2 separate regions of the Mus musculus genome follow, and region 2 is linked to region 1. A link is a contact called in public promoter capture Hi-C data. All regions are on one chromosome and are shown on one strand. Each heading gives the region's core, a stretch centred on a gene start, on an enhancer-like site or on the middle of the called end of the contact. The rest is flanking DNA. Distances are from core to core; before and after follow the strand shown. Region 1 overlaps Slc24a4 (solute carrier family 24 (sodium/potassium/calcium exchanger), member 4). Region 2 holds the start of Rin3 (Ras and Rab interactor 3).

The links. Promoter capture Hi-C pulls out the DNA fragments that hold promoters and counts their contacts.
Region 2: a contact with region 1 is called in a promoter capture Hi-C map of the HPC-7 cell line, with 2.0 times the contacts expected there. The contact joins the promoter of Rin3 here to the enhancer-like site in region 1. A contact is called at or near these places in 4 of 39 promoter capture datasets (the 3T3-L1 cell line, the HPC-7 cell line, embryonic stem cells and 1 more), 3 of 484 Hi-C or Micro-C datasets (myeloid progenitors, myocytes and nephron progenitors), 8 of 115 datasets of contacts at active chromatin or transcription factors (DN3 thymocytes, bone marrow-derived dendritic cells, bone marrow-derived macrophages and 4 more) and 2 of 9 other capture datasets (adipose tissue and liver).

What each region holds. Positions count from the first base shown.
Region 1 is chr12:102,172,072-102,176,802 of GRCm38.p6, reverse strand. All of the region lies in intron 2 of Slc24a4 (solute carrier family 24 (sodium/potassium/calcium exchanger), member 4), which reads right to left. Among named protein-coding and RNA genes, the nearest start is that of Slc24a4, 46 kb to the right of the region's middle. Within about 2 kb of position 2,877, at least 4 of the 459 cell types and tissues checked have an H3K27ac peak or open chromatin away from gene starts, as enhancers often do. A contact at or near this core is called in the HPC-7 cell line and bone marrow-derived macrophages, where this site is marked.
Region 2 is chr12:102,281,094-102,285,824 of GRCm38.p6, reverse strand. Rin3 (Ras and Rab interactor 3) reads right to left here and starts at 2,751. Exons shown (of 10, transcript NM_177620.4): 1 at 2,499-2,751. The coding sequence starts at 2,539.

The DNA.
Region 1 (4,731 bases), core at 1,628-4,127:
TGGTCCCTGTTTAGCCCACCCAGAGCCCACCATGGTGCTCTCCACAATGGCAGCACCATGTTACATTCCCACAAGCAACGTGCAGGACTGACAAGCCCTCCCTGACACTTTTGTTTTAAACTGGGAACACTCTAGTGGGTCTAAATTGGCGTCTCCTCCAAACTAGCTCCGAACCATGCACCCAATGAGCATAATCCTAGATGTTACAGCTTTCTCGGAGGAACGTAGGGTTAAAATCACCTCATTCTGTTAAGCCCAATCCCTAGAGAAGAATTTGGTAAACGCTGGAACTGTTGGAGGGGAACCTAATTTTTGGTTTCATTTCTTGGGTTTTCCCAGTCTTATAATCAGGAGTTTGGGCGGTAAGACTGGCGGGGGGCAAGCCTCCTTTCTAATGAGATTTAGGTTGGTGTTCTACTCCAGAAAGCTGCAGGCAATGAAAAAAAAATGTACTCTTTAATCTGTTGACATTTTGTTACCCTGGAGGACTCAAAAATACATGTGCATTCCGGAATTTAATAAAACCCGAGGATGGGGCAAATTTAAAGAGAATTAAAGACCTATTAACAAAAATAGGTCAAGCAAGCAAATCGCAAAGCATCACGCCCACCCTTTAAAGGTCCCCTAACTCCAATTGTGTAACAGCGTGCTAAACCATCCTGGTTTTTGAGGTTCAATATACTAAGAACACAATTTCGAATTCAGGCCCAGGTCATAATGGCTGACCCTAGTGGGAAAATGTCAAAAATGGATGGGGGGATCTGAGAAAAGGGAAGGCATACAGGGGAACTACTGGGGAAGGCACGTTGCTCCATCTGAAGAATCTTGTTTAACTTCCCCAGAACCTCTACACAGTGTGGACAAGGCGCTCAGCCCACCCTACTGACACCCACAGGGTGGCTTCCATAGCCACAGATCAACTCTCCTGTTTCCGCCAACTTTCTACGAACTGACTGTTCACAGACGGATGGCCAGACAGAGGTGGTGTACTGGCTAGTTTTGTGTCAACTTGACACAGCTGGGGTTATCACAGAGAAAGGAGCTTCAGTTGAGGAAATGCCTCCATGAGATCCAACTCTAAGGCATTTTCTCAATTAGTGATCAAGGGGGAAAGGCCCCTTGTGGGTGGTGCCATCCCTGGGCTGGTAGTCTTGGGTTCTATAAGAGAGCAGGCTGAGCAAGCCAGGGGAGGCAAGCCAGTAAAGAACATCCCTCCATGGCCTCTGCATCAGCTCCTGCCTCCTGACCTGCTTGAGTTCCAGTCCTGACTTCCTTGGTGATGAACAGCAGTGTGGAAGTGTAAGCCGAATAAACCCTTTCCTCCCCAACTTGCTTCTTGGTCATGATGTTTGTGCAGGAATAGAAACCCTGACTAAGACAGGTGGGTACTGCAAGGTGATCTTGAAGTCCATCTTGGCCTGGTTGCCCAACGCCTCAGGACAAGCTGGGGCTTTATCCTCTTGGTTAGGTGGCAGCTCACCACCTCTGAGGCTCCTCACACAGGAGAAGGGAGGCTCCTTCCTTCCTCTGCAGAGCTTCATTGAGTTGGTGGTCGTGTGGGGTGCTGGTAGGCTCACACTCACAATGATCCACCAAACAGCTCCAGTCTCTAGGACCAGACCTGAGAGCAAGCAAAGTGTAGGACTCCGAGGGTGTACTCTCTCTGCTCTAGGGCTTGGAGGCCCCCCTCTCCAAGGCAGCATTTGGTTTGAATGAGCCAGGGTTTGGTTTGAATAAAGAGATTTCCCAGGTGTGAGAAGAGTGTGCAGGCATGGTGGTTACAGCAATAGTCTGGTATTGCGTTGGCAAGGAGAACTGCCTTGTGGGATTTTTCACTGAGCAACAAAGGAAGAGGAAAACGAAGGGAGAAGCCATCAGAGACTGGCCACAAGCTGACTGTTGGGTTTAACAGCGTAATGGATGAGATAGTGGTCTCACATAGGTGCAGGCGTGGGGTCCCCAGTTGTTTGTTGGCCATTGTTTGGGGAGGTTATGGAACCTTTAGGAAGTATGCATTGCAAATGGATGGACCTGGAGGGCATCATCCTGAGTGAGGTAACCCAATCACAAAAGAACTCACACAATATGTACTCACTGATAAGTGGATATTAGCCCAGAAACTTAGAATACCCAAGTTATAAGATACAATTTGCTAAACGCATGAAACTCAAGAAGAACGAAGACCAAAGTGTGGACACTTTGACCCTTCTTAGAATTGGGAACAAAACACCCATGGAAGGAGTTACAGAGACAAAGTTTGGAGCTGTGACGAAAGGATGGACCATCCAGAGACTGCCATATCCGGGGATCCATTCCATAATCACCTTCCAAACGCTGACACCTTGCATCCACTAGCAAGATTTTGCTGAAAGGACCCAGATAGAGCTTCCTTTTGTGAGACTATGCCGGGGCCTAGCAAACAGAAGTGGATGCTCACAGTCGGCTATTGGATGGATCACACGGCCCCCAGTGGAGGAGCTAAAGAAAGTACCCAAGGAGCTAAAGGTATCTGCAATCCTATAGGTGGAACAACAATATGAACTAACCAGTAACCCCACCCCACCCCCCGAGCTCGTGTCTCTAGCTGCATATGAATCAGAAGATGGCCTAGTCGGCCATCAGTGGAAAGAGAGGCCCATTGGTCGTGCAAACGTTATATGCCTCAGTACAGGGGAACGCCAGGGCCAAGAAGTGGGAGTGGGTGGGTGGGGGAGCATGTGGGGGACTTTTGGGATAGCATTGGAAATGTAGATGAAATAAATACCCAATTAAAAAAATAAACATTATAAATTTTTTAAAAAGGAAGTATGCATTTGTTGAAGGAAGTACAACACTGAGGCAGCCTTTGAAAGTCTATAGCCACTCTACTTCCTGCTCGCTCAGCTTCCTGCTCCAGCTCACCACTGTCATGTGCTTCCCCTGATGTCATGGATTCCCCCTCTGGAACTGTAAGCCAAAATAAAGACTATCTTCTATAAGTTGATCCTGGTCAGTCTTTTATTACAGCAATGGAAACTGACTGATCCAGAGGGGGTGGTCTAATTGTGTTGGAAACTTCACTTTGGAAGCCTGGTACTTTCCTCTGCAGAATCCTCACCCAGAGACACTTCGATTGTAGGGTGCTGCCATGCCCACCCCTGCACCCCTCAACAGGATCACCACACACATTTACACGTACAGTGTGGTTGATGATAGCTCCCCATCACCTCTCAGACACTTTAGGGACCAAGTCCGGGGTTCTCTGTGTCCAGTAGGGGATGCCCATGCGCTATCCTCTCTGGAGGGTCAAACTCAATTCTAGCTTCAGAGACCCATGGGAGCAGCTGGTAAAGGTCAAAGGTCACACCCTGGCACCTTGCTGTTCTAATTGGGTCTGGGGTATGGAGGTGAGGGATGAGCCTGCCTAATGTGGCTCACTTACTCTGTACCTAGATCTCGGGGTGGGGGGTGCTGTCAGGAAACTGACACACTCTGAGAACCCCTAACCTATCAATCCTCTAGTATTGGTTGATATTTATCTGCTTTTATATATGCTGGCTCTGCCCCTCTCTTTAGCCTGTATCCCACCCAGACCCTGACTAGTTTATGGATGTCACAGGTCAGAGCCACGCCACCACCAGCATTCCTCTCTGCTCCGTCCTCGACACCTCCCATGTCACCCTTCTCTGACTGTGGCAGTCTGCACATGAGGGAGGAGGTCACAGCACCTTAATGGGGTACCTCGAGACACAAGCCGAGTCCAGTGGGGCTGTGGGGTGTCGTCTTCTACTGAGATCAGGGGCAGTCAGCAACTATCTGACCAATGGCAGCCAGGGAGAGCAGAGGAGAGGGGAAGTTCAGGCTCTCAGCTGAGCCCTTCCTGTCAAGGATACATAGTAGACCGTAGAAGGCCACCGCGGACCGGAGTGACGACCACAAGGCCACCGTGATTCAGAGATGCCCTGTGAGAGCTCACATGCTTGCCTGTTTCTTTCTGCTCTGCACCATGATGGAGGCTCAGCCTATAGGTGAATTGAGTAAAGAGGTTCGTGGTTTTTCTGAGACCTACCCGATGGCCTCCAGTGTCAGCACTGTCATCGTCATCATATGCCAGTCTTTTGAATCCCTTGTTTGTGACCCTTTCTCTCCCTTTGGAAGCTTCCAGACACCTTTCTCAGTACTGAACACAAGCTCACAGCAGTAAAGGCCTGTCAAATTAGTGAAGCTTATCTATGGCTTCTTGCTGAGGATTTGCTTGGTTTGATGCAGGATCCCATGTGGCTCTGGCTAGCTTCAAATGCTCCATCTAGCTGATGTTGACCTTGAACTCCTGATCCTCCTGACTCTGCCTCCTGAGTGCTGGGATCATGGGCATATGCCACCACACTCAGTTTATGTGGCCTTGTGGGTATTAATCACTCTATCAACTGAGCCACATCCCCAGCCCACACTGAGGACCTAACAGACTTGTTGTTTGGCGATTCAGTTCCAAATGTTCTCAGATTAGCTTTTATGATTCCTATCCTCAGTTTGTTTTGTTTCCCTGTTTCTCTTCTCTAGAATATTCTTGTTATTGGACCTTAGACACTGGGCCTTTTGGTGCTATTCTCTCATTTAACTATTTTACATTTGTTTTGGTGAAAGAATGTTTTCTTTATATACACACATTTTTTTTCAAATAATGTTTCTCAAACAAGTAAGTAAAATGGATCAACAATTGCAATCAGAGCAAAAAGTAGGCAGCCATCTTCC
Region 2 (4,731 bases), core at 1,502-4,001, 110 kb before region 1:
AGTGTCCATCCTGGCTATGCCTGGCTTCCAGGCTATCATGCCCCTCCCCAACTACTGTCTGTCCACCTACAGTCTATCACCCTCTATGAAAACCTCTGCTGGGCCCTGTGCACTCGCCATAGACCTCCCAACCCCTGCAAGCCCTTGCTTTCTGCAGCACTGGCTCCCGCTAACCACACTGCCCCACCCCTTAGAATGTTCTAGATTTTCTAAACCTCTGCTGAATGTCCTCTCTTCCCAGTGACCTCTTCTGAGCACATACCTAGAATGCTCGGAGGGTTCCTCATGCCTCCTGCTCAATTTATGTCCCCCGAGAACACTAGCCAGTGGGCAGAGACTGCTTTAGGAGTTATTAACAGTCTTAAATGAATGGTGGAGCTTAGCACAGTGGGTGGAAAAAAATGTGGCTGCTACCAGTGTAGCCAGCGACCCATGTGCATCTCTTTTCCCAGACAGCCGTTTAAACAAGAAGCAGAGCTTGCATCCTAGGATTCAGAACTCAAGGGGCACTCTCCTGGCTGCTTGGGGTAGCAGTCCCCAGCTATCTGAATGTCTCTCACCCCAGAAAGAAGGGGGCTCTGGGCCAGTAGGGTGCAAGGATAGACTCAAAAAGCTTTCAGGACCAGTCCTGGTGGCAGCTGGGCCTAGGGGTGACTTGGGGTAAGAGGTCCCTGAGTATTTAGGTGTGAGGCTCAGGTGCAGGGTGTTTTAAAGACCTTAAAAAGGACCAGCCCCTGAGCAGGGACCAAGGCCATTAGAATTCATCCAATTCAATCCCAGTGAGGGAGGGGTTATAGGACTCTGGAGTTTCAGATGAGGCAGACAGATCACCCAGTTGGCAAAAGGAAGGGGCCCACCCAACAGATGTCAGTGATGCTAATCATAATAGCAGCTGAGGATGTCCCCTCCAAACAGCCTGTGAAGAGCAGTGACTACTGACTATCCTTGTTAGTAAACTGAGGCACAATGAAATCAATCACTGGTACAGAGGTAAACAAAGAAAGGCAGGAGGAAATGGGTCAGGCCAGGCCATCCTTGGGGAAAATGGGGAAGTAGATGAGATCAGAACCTGATTCCTCACCCTCCTTTTCTAGCCGGCTTTACCTTCCCACCCAGGGTATAGCAGTTACTTGCTCCCAGGAGACCCCTTCCGCATCGGAATTCCCAGTTTCCCAGCAGATGACATTTGTCTCCACAGAGATCACTTCCAAGGGAAACATCAACACAGAATTTCCGGGCTGTGGTTGTAGCTGGGATTGGGGGTAGGAGGAAGGAGGCAGCCAAGCCCCCCCCCACCCCCCCACCCCCCGCCCCAGGACAATCCCAGTCCCTCCTATCCGAATGGGGGCCAGTTACACCCTACTGTTCCCAAACCCTGGAGAGTACAAGATGTGTACAGATAGCGTTCCTGTTCTAAAGAGTGGAAGCTCAAAGAGATGAGGTCACAGAATTAAAACAGGCAGCCACGGGAATTCATCCGGGATCAGGCCCGGGACTTTTAAACGGAAATACAAAAAGTATGGTACCCCAGATTCGTCCATCATCCATGGCACCTCAGAAAGTGCTAGAAGACTTTCGCAGAAATCGCTTTCTACTCGGTGCAGCTTCAAACCCCACCCTTCCCGATCTTCTCTTAGGACTGGGCTGGGCGGGATGACAGGACATTCCCAACCTTGTGTAGCTCTGGGCAGTGTTCCAGGTCTTGAGGTGGGGGGTAGGGAAGAGCACAAAAGTAGGAATCCCTTCCGAATGGTTGTTCCCAAGCCATTTAATTTCACACACTTCAGACTGCATCTGCGTCTGGGTATCCCGCCAATCATTTGCACCCGAGCACTCTAGACCCTCCTCACACACCAGGCTCTTCAAAGGCCAGTCCAAAGGTCCCCAGCCGATCCAGTGGGGTGGCAGATGGGATCTGGTGGCGCCTCAATCCTCCAGGCAGAGAGTTAGCTGCTGGATGGGCCTGCCTAAAGTTGTAGGTGCTTCTTATCTACCACCCTACTCCCCACCCCCGCCCCCACCCCCACTCTCGGTCCCAGAACCTGAGGGCGCAAGCTGGGGTTTAGGCAGAGCAGCGGTGCTTCGTGGTGCATGGGGCTGGCTGGGCCAGGGCAGCGAGTGCTTGCATCCAAAGTTCAGCCTAGGCTAGAGCCATGGCTACACGGACATCTCGGGCTCGAACACACCAAACCCTCCCAGCCGCACATTGTGCACTGCTTCCCCCCCCCCCCCCCCCCCCCCCCGCTAACAAAGTCTGGATTTGAAAGTTTGGCCAAGTTCGGCAGTCACCAAGGCCGCCCCCTTTCCTTGCAGAACCTAGTTTCACCCTTAGTCCCTGCTGGGGGATCCGCACGCTCGTGGGGGGTGTTCATTTCAGCATGACATCCACGACGTCCCGTAGCCCTATCCGGAGCACCCAGGGCTCTCGGGGATCAAGCTGAGCAAAAGAGGCAGGACGCGGGCCACCTGGGGAGCGGCGGGCACGGGTTGCCACTTACCCGGCAGGGTGGGCGCTCGAGGGCGCTTCGGCGCGTCGCATCGTGGGGCAGGCGATTGGGGACGCAGCGACCTCCGCGTGGCGCTGGCGCTGTCCCTCGCCGAGGGCCGGGCTGGGCGCCGCCGCCAGCCGCGCGCCCAGTGGGGAAGCGCGGGGCCGCTGCCTTCCACTTCCTGGATCGCAGCGCGCGGGGCTCGCAGGAAGAGGCCGGCCTTGGTGGTCAAGGGTTTTTTGTCAGAAGCCATTCGGCCGTGGCTGCTCGTAGCAGGGAGCCCCCTGGGGCGCGCGGAAGCCGGGCCGCGCCCCTAGGGCCGGGCCTGGCGGCGGGCGGTGCCGGGGTCGAGGACAGCACGGACTGTGGCCGCCCGGAGCCTGCGAGCGAAACTCACAGGAAAGTCTCCAAGTTGGCACCGGATAGCAAGGCACTCAGGGCTGGCAGGTGACGAGGCCCACGGCCCAAATGGGACCTCCTTCATCCCGGGGGAGCCACGACCCATACCCACTCCCGCCCCCAAGGCGGGGCACCTCCTCCACGTCCCTGACAGGTGGCCATCCTGTCTCTCCTTGATACCTTCTCTGTTGATAAGATCACTGTTTAACAAAGCAGATATCGTCCATGAAGCCTGACATCTAAGGCACCTGTGCTGAGTACAGCACCCAGTGAGAGACTAAAGGAGAAAACTTGCTAGCTTACACAACAACCGCGAGTCGTAATGCCTCCTTTTTTAAGCGCCCAGACACTCAAAAATGTCTCCTGAGCTAGCTAAGCCTGTGAGACCAGGTAATAGCGGACCTCAAGATATCACCTTGTTTAATTCATTCCCAGCCTGGGCATTATTTAGACTGCTGGGGACAGATTAAATGTTTTGTGCTTGGGACTGTCTTGTGCATTGTGCATTGTAGGAGTAACCCAACTTCCATCCACATCCTTGGCCTCTACCCACGATTACACAGGAGTGCTAGAGTGTCCACACACCCTCACAACCACTTCTCTTTTGGCATTTCCTCCAAATCAGCCTGTGGAAGTGAGAGGAAAGGCTTAGTTAACAGTCTCCTGCTGGGAGTGGTAAATGGGCCAGCTGATTTGGGAAGCAGCCTTGGCAGTTCCTCAGAAGGGGAAACTACGTACCCAAAGGGGCTTATTTCAGCTTTCAATTCCAGGTTACAGTTCATTATGGGGAAGTCAAGGCAGGGGGAGGGGGGGGATGTCAAAAAGCTGGTCACATGACATCCAGAGCAAAGAGAAATGAATGTAACCATGTTTACCTGGCTTGTGATCAGCTCACTTTCTCCACTCTTACATAGTTCAGGGCACCCTGTATAGGGAATGGTGCTGCCCACAGTGGGTTGAGTCTTCCCGCACCAATAACTTAAGTAAGACAGTCCCTCACCAGCATACTCATAGGCCTAACTAAATGCAGACAATCCCTTACTGAGAATTTCTTCTCAGTGATTCTAGGTTGTGTCAAGTTGACAAATTAAAGCTATCTATCATAGTGTGTCCATGCAAAACCTTATATATGACTGTTCATATCAGCCTTTATTTGTGTTATCCAGAGCTGGAGCTAGAGTTCAGAGGTAGAATGGTTGCCTGGCATGTGTCTGAGAGGCCCTATGTTGAAGGAAGAAAGAAAGAAAGAAAAGAAATACAAACAATTTACAGTAGCCAGTATGTGGGAGCAACCAAGCATTCATCAATCGATGAATATGTAAATAAGATCAGGGATCATCAGTCAGGGACTGTTATTGAGCCACAGAAAGAATGGGGCCCCAACAATGGTGCTTCTGCACAGATGAGTCTTGAAAGCATGCTAAGTGACAGAAGCCAGTCGTTAAACACATTCCTTTTGCATGAAGTGTTCAGAGTAGGCAATTTCACGGAGACAAACAGTAAACTAGTGTTCGCTAGAGGTGGGGTGGGGTGGGGTGGGGTCGGGGAGTGGGGAGCAACTGGCAATGGCTATGGAGTTTCTTTGGGGGTGATGAAAATGTTTTTAAATTGACTGTGGTATTCATTGCACAACTTTGTGGCTGTGTCTGAAAACCATCAAATTATACACTTTAAGCTGTTGAATTGCATCCCAATCAAACTAGCTTTTCTTTTTGGAAGGCACAAAAAAGTGTGGTCTCCAGGGAGCAACCTTAGCCACTCTGACCTACACAACTTCCCCACCGAGCACTCAGATTGCTGCCAGCCATCCCCTCAGGGCACTACCAGGCCCTATAGGCATTTC